Linked DNA regions of Mus musculus: region 1 is linked to region 2. A link is a contact called in public Hi-C data. All regions are on one chromosome and are shown on one strand. The core of a region is the stretch at or near the end of the contact, and the rest is flanking DNA. Distances in the headings are between cores, read along the strand shown.

What was found. Hi-C and Micro-C count contacts between places; a contact is called where the count stands out from the background.
Region 1: a Hi-C map of bone marrow-derived macrophages shows a contact between it and region 2, with 60 read pairs. The contact joins two enhancer-like sites. A contact is called at or near these places in 8 of 484 Hi-C or Micro-C datasets (the AML12 cell line, Th2 cells, bone marrow-derived macrophages and 4 more) and 4 of 115 datasets of contacts at active chromatin or transcription factors (the HPC-7 cell line, embryonic stem cells, microglia and 1 more).

Annotation. Positions count from the first base shown.
Region 1 is chr13:49,363,559-49,366,258 of GRCm38.p6, reverse strand. All of the region lies in intron 1 of Bicd2 (BICD cargo adaptor 2), which reads right to left. Among named protein-coding and RNA genes, the nearest start is that of Bicd2, 23 kb to the right of the region's middle. Within about 2 kb of position 1,383, at least 34 of the 459 cell types and tissues checked have an H3K27ac peak or open chromatin away from gene starts, as enhancers often do. A contact at or near this core is called in bone marrow-derived macrophages, where this site is marked.
Region 2 is chr13:49,270,647-49,273,346 of GRCm38.p6, reverse strand. The region is part of intron 14 of Fgd3 (FYVE, RhoGEF and PH domain containing 3); the gene reads left to right. Among named protein-coding and RNA genes, the nearest start is that of E030007A22Rik, 14 kb to the right of the region's middle. Within about 2 kb of position 1,341, at least 123 of the 459 cell types and tissues checked have an H3K27ac peak or open chromatin away from gene starts, as enhancers often do. A contact at or near this core is called in bone marrow-derived macrophages, where this site is marked.

The sequences.
Region 1 (2,700 bases), core at 134-2,633, 93 kb before region 2:
ACAGACAGACACACACACACACACACACACAGAACCTTAAAGCTGAGCACGGTAGCCAACGAGGAACACATGTAATCCCGGATACTCAGGAGGCTGAAGCAGGACTTGAGAAGAGCCAGGACAATGGAGAAGATCTCATCTTGGCAGGAAAACAACCACAGGGGGCTGGGTGGTTACAGCGCTGGCCATGTAAGAATAAGGCTACAGTTTTAAATCCCCAAAGCTGCATACAGACTAGGTGTGATAGTGTATGTACCTGTAATCCCAGCTCTCCATTGTTTTAAAATACAGGGCCTGAGAAATTGCTCTACAGGCAAAAGCATTTGCCATTCAAGCCTATTAACCTGAATTCAGCCCTCAGATACCATATAAATAAGGTTGCAACGAGAATCAATTCTACAAAGTTGTCCTCTAATATGCTGTAACATGTGCACATGCACACACACGGATGATAAATTTTTTATAAAAAAACTAAATATGGTAATTCATATAATGAAGTACTATACCCAACAAAAAAGAAGGAACACATACTTACATGAAAACTTATACTGAACACCCCAATGCATGAAGCTCACTGAAGTTGTCTAAGGCAACTGCATGGATGTTCCTGAAGTGCTACACCCCTCACCTGCAAAGTGTGAACCTATAAGACACAGCCCATCCCTGTGGCCACCAAGCCCAGCTTACAGGCTCTGTGTGAGGCTGGGGGTCAGAGAGGTGTAGATACCTGTTGGGGCACACTTCTTCTGATCTTTTCAGACGCCACTGCATACAATCCTATACAACCTTTCAACTCCATCTTAAATCCTGCAATACCCAGGATCATCTTCCTGTTCTATGGGTTGTAGGCTCCCTTCTGTCCTCCCTTGAAAAAATGCTCTCTGGAAAGGTGTTCCTGACCTGCAGGTTGGTGGGGGACAGCTGTGGTTGTGTTTGTAGATTTCCCTGGCTCATCCCTCGGGCCTCCCAGGTGGCACCACAGAAGATGGGAGCCTTTGCCACCCTAGTATCAAGAACCAGCCCCTGAACAGCAGATATAGCCTCTAACCTGCCCCTTCTACAAGCTGCTTCAAGGAAAGAAGAGGACAAAGAAGCAGCCTAGCTCTCCTCCAGTCTTGACCACAGAATGGTAGATGCTGTGTTTTGAGGAGGAGCAATGCTCTGGTGATGTACTCAACACAGGCTCCTGACCTACCTCCTGCCTACTGCTCTCAAGTTGCCCAGGTTCAGCAAGACCCAACAGGGCCAGAAAAGCTGGAGCATGAGGTCATGGCCAGCCAGGCGCCTACAAGAGGAACACGGCCCATGTTTGCTTCTGGCCAACACATAGCCCCCTGGGATGCTGGCTTCAAGGTCAGCCACACCCATGTAGCTATGGTGCAATCCTCTGTGCCTACAAGGAACCAGGCCAATCATGACTTCAGCAGCTGGATCATCCTTAGCTAAGATGGGAGAAGAGAAGCTCTGGGTAGGAAGAGAAATCATAGCAGCCCTAAGGGGCAAATTTCAAAACCAAGCATGGTGTGCCTCAGGTGCTCAGCATGAGCAATGGTATGGGGGGCTAATAGTTAGGGGTGAGGAAGACAAAAAGCCCAGTCAGGAAGGGCAGCTGAAACTATATCCCTGGAAGGAGGCTGGGGCAGGTGAGGCAGCAAGGGACAGTCTTGTGTCTATGACAAGGGCTTAATGCCTGCTATCCACAGAATCTACCAGATGACTGAAGCCATAAAACAGGAATGCCCTAAGCATTAGACCATTTCATGGTGCCATGGGGTAGGGTTGGGGGTGGGGTTGCACAAGCACCTACTTTGCACACAAAAACTGAGGCAAGACAGAGCTTAGTGCTTTACCACAGGTGCTTGGTCTGGTTGCATTGTAGGATGGTATAACACTGAGGGAGGGCTGATGGGACAGGGCTTTGGGGTCACATCTAAAACATGTGTCTATCCTGAAAGCCAGACAGCATAGCAAGAGAGAACAGACCCTGGGTACATGTGGGAGCACACAAACCCACCTGTGCTCACTACTACCATCTCAGGAAGGACAAAGAACATCATTTGCTGCTCAGTTGATCTACCTCTGAAATATGCTACAACACTGCAAACTGGGGACCATGTTGGGCACAGATGAGTGTCCCTCAGCTTCCTCACCTATAACCTGGGTTAGTAATGCCTCCAGCCTGAGGTCATACCTGAGTTAAGAATACCTTTTAGTCTAAGCTTGCTGCTGAGAGGATTTAGAATCGAGAGTTCCCTCATCAGAGATGAAGCAGCCTCTCTGTCCCTTGAGCCCCACTCAGTCCTCAATAACAGAAGCCTTCAAACACAAATTCAGGGAATCATTCTGCCTTTCCTGGTCGCCCAAATGGAAACATAATGTCTGACTCAAGACAAAGAACTCATGCCCGGACCACTGCCTGCACACTGAGTGCTCCCCAGCCACTGCCTGCATGCTGGGTGCTCCCCAGACCACTGTCGGCACTCAGAGTGCTCCCTGGACCACTGTCTGCATGCTGAGTGCTCCCGGGCTCCCAATCCCAAGGATACAGAATGAGGGCAGCACAGTGCAGGCCAGGAGTCAGACCAGCCCATGACAGTTGCTCAGGTTCTCAACACAGAGAACAGAAGCTGAGAATCAATGTGAGGAGCAACAGAGATATGGCCTGGCAGGCACGTCCTATGATTTTAAAAACATAAGGAT
Region 2 (2,700 bases), core at 92-2,591:
CAGGAAACTGGGGCTCCCCTCACCCTGTGCGTGTGCATGTGCGTGTGTGTGTGTGCGTGTGTGTGTGTGTGTGTGTGTGTGTGCGTGTGCGTGCGTGCGTGTGTGTGTGTGTGTGCGTGTGCGTGTGTGCGTGTGCGTGTGTGTTCTCAGGGCCAGGCAGCTGGGTTCATGTGCCTGTCTGCTAGAGACTGATCATGGCAACTTGGGAGGATGTCTTTATTTAAATTTGGGGAGGTCTAATAGTCTGAGGCACATACCCGTGCTTGCTCTGGATCGAGTACCCGCAACTGAGCTACATCATCACTTTGGGGCTTGACATCTACAAGCACCCGTGGCAACAGTAGTTGGGACAACTCTGACTCATAGCTTCACTTATAGCCCAGAATGACAATACTGCCTGGCATCTTGCTGGGTCCTGGATGAACTAATGAATTAGGGAGAGTGACAGGTGCCACCCAGGGAAGGTGTCTCTAACCCATCCCGGACATGGGCTCTTCTCCCCAGGTCCATTGACACTAACCTGGGACACAGTGCTGTGTTCTCTCCTGCCCACCTGCCCCACCTCCAGTGTGCCTCATCTTTCCTGCCCCTCTTTTTCTCTTTGTCTCCCATCCTGTCTCTATGTCTCTTTTCCACACTGTCTCTGTCTCCCATGACCCTTCTCTGCTTCTGTCTCTTTCCTCTGTCTCTGTCTTTCAGTTGTTCATGCAGAGCCCAGATCTCCTTGCATTGGAGACAGGAAAGAGTGGGACTCAGAACAGCTGGTGACTCAGCCCTGCAGCTCTGAGAATATGGCTTTGTTAGGGTATGACTGTTGGATTTTCGTTCCCATAAAGAGGAACCCAGATCCACTGATGAGGTGCCTTGAAGCAAGCGAGGGACAGGCTGTGGGTGGGGCCACCTGAGATAGAGAACAGAGGAGGGCTGGTGTGACATTGGTCCCAGTGCACAGGCATTATGGGGCCAAGGCCTGTTAGGGTGGACCTGAATATATTGCTGTTCCCCTTCCTTGTGACCACAGCTTCCCCAAGTCCCTCAATAGTGTGAGTTCAGGCTGGCCACGTGTTAGCCAACCTTGAGAATGCTTGTGAGGCTTGAGGGAGGGCCAAAACATTTCAGGGGTATGATGGCAAAAGAAGAAGGGGACCCTCGAAGTAAAAGGGGACTGGACAAGAGGAGACAGACCCTAATTGGAATGTTGCTGCTGTCTGGCCCCTGCAGAGCAGACAGGCACCCTAAGGATGAACTCTGTTGAAACTGGAAGGCAGGAAGTCTGAGCGTGGTGCAGGCAGCCAAGAGGGAAATAAACATCTTGCCACCCCAGTGGCTTCCTGCACTAGTCTGCTTGTGCCTGCTTCCTGCCACCTACTGGCCTCCCCTGGCTCCACCAGACCTGGACCTCTGGACCCACTGTCAGCTCTGCCTACAGAAGTCCAGGAAGTCCCATGGCTTGACCCAGGGTCCCTCAGAAATACCTCCCAATCACACACCACATAACCTAGTGTCAACCTTCTGAGTTGCCTATGTAGATGTATGCAGTCGGCCTTAGCCAGACCCAGGCAATCCTGATTGTCTCTTTCCTGATGCATATGGGTTGTGGCTGCCCCACAGTTGAGCTTCCCGAGGAATGAATGTCACCTGGTCAAGTCAGACTGAATACACATTCTGAAACACTCCCAAGCCAGCCCCACATCTTTCAGCCAGGGAGGGTATCCATGACCATTTATTTCACTCATAATGCCTTGGACTCTGTTCCTGAACTGTCCAGGCCCTGGGATGGACCTATGGAGGCATTGCTTGTAACCAGTTGATGGCTAGGGCATCCAGGCCCAGGAAAGATAGTTCTTTGTTCATGGAATCCCTGAAACTGAACCCACAGGTCCTGGTGAGGGAAGCCACATGCTCCTGGAGTTGCAAGCAGTCAGGGATTCGGGGTAGAGATAGGGACTGTTTAAAGCATCAGTGGTACCCAGAACTACCCCCAAGAGCATTAGCGATGGTGCCTATGAGTGAGATGTCTCACAGCTGGGGATGAGCGTCAGCACCAAGATTAGGAGGATGAAACTGGAGGGAAGTGGAGTTTGCTTTGGATTGAAGCCAGTGATGCGTACCCTAGCCTCACTGTCGTCTGGGAGAGAGATGGGGAAGCTCTATGGTAACCTAATGCAGGCTGCTCTTGCTGGCTTCCCATCTCCTTTGATTGGGAAGAGACAGCTGGGAGCCCCAGAGTCAAGGCCTCCAACCACACTCAGGGCCTGCCTTGATCAGGATATGGTCACTAGACCTGCTGGGTACCATGGACATACTTGATGCCTGGTCTTGCCCCTCTTCCTTTTTCCTGCATCTGCTCCAGGAAGCAGCCTCTTGAAGGTTGACAACATTCACCCCACAGCTGCCCAGTGTCCAGTTCTGGTGTCCCTCTTCCTTTTCCCTTACCAGACCAAGCTGGGGCCAGCCCTTCCTCTAGCAAACAGATCCACAACAACCGATATTCCAGCAGAGTGTGGCCGTGCGCTTCCTTGTTGGCTTTTCCCCTGAGCAGAGCTAAGCCGAGCTAAGATTTCAGTGACGGTTCAGAGTCATCTGCAGACCCGCACTGAGCGTCATGACAGGGCACACCACAGAGGAAACCTACACACTGCTCAAAAACAAGGTTTCATTCTTAATCAGACATGTTTGGCCTTGGGTGACAGACTTCTC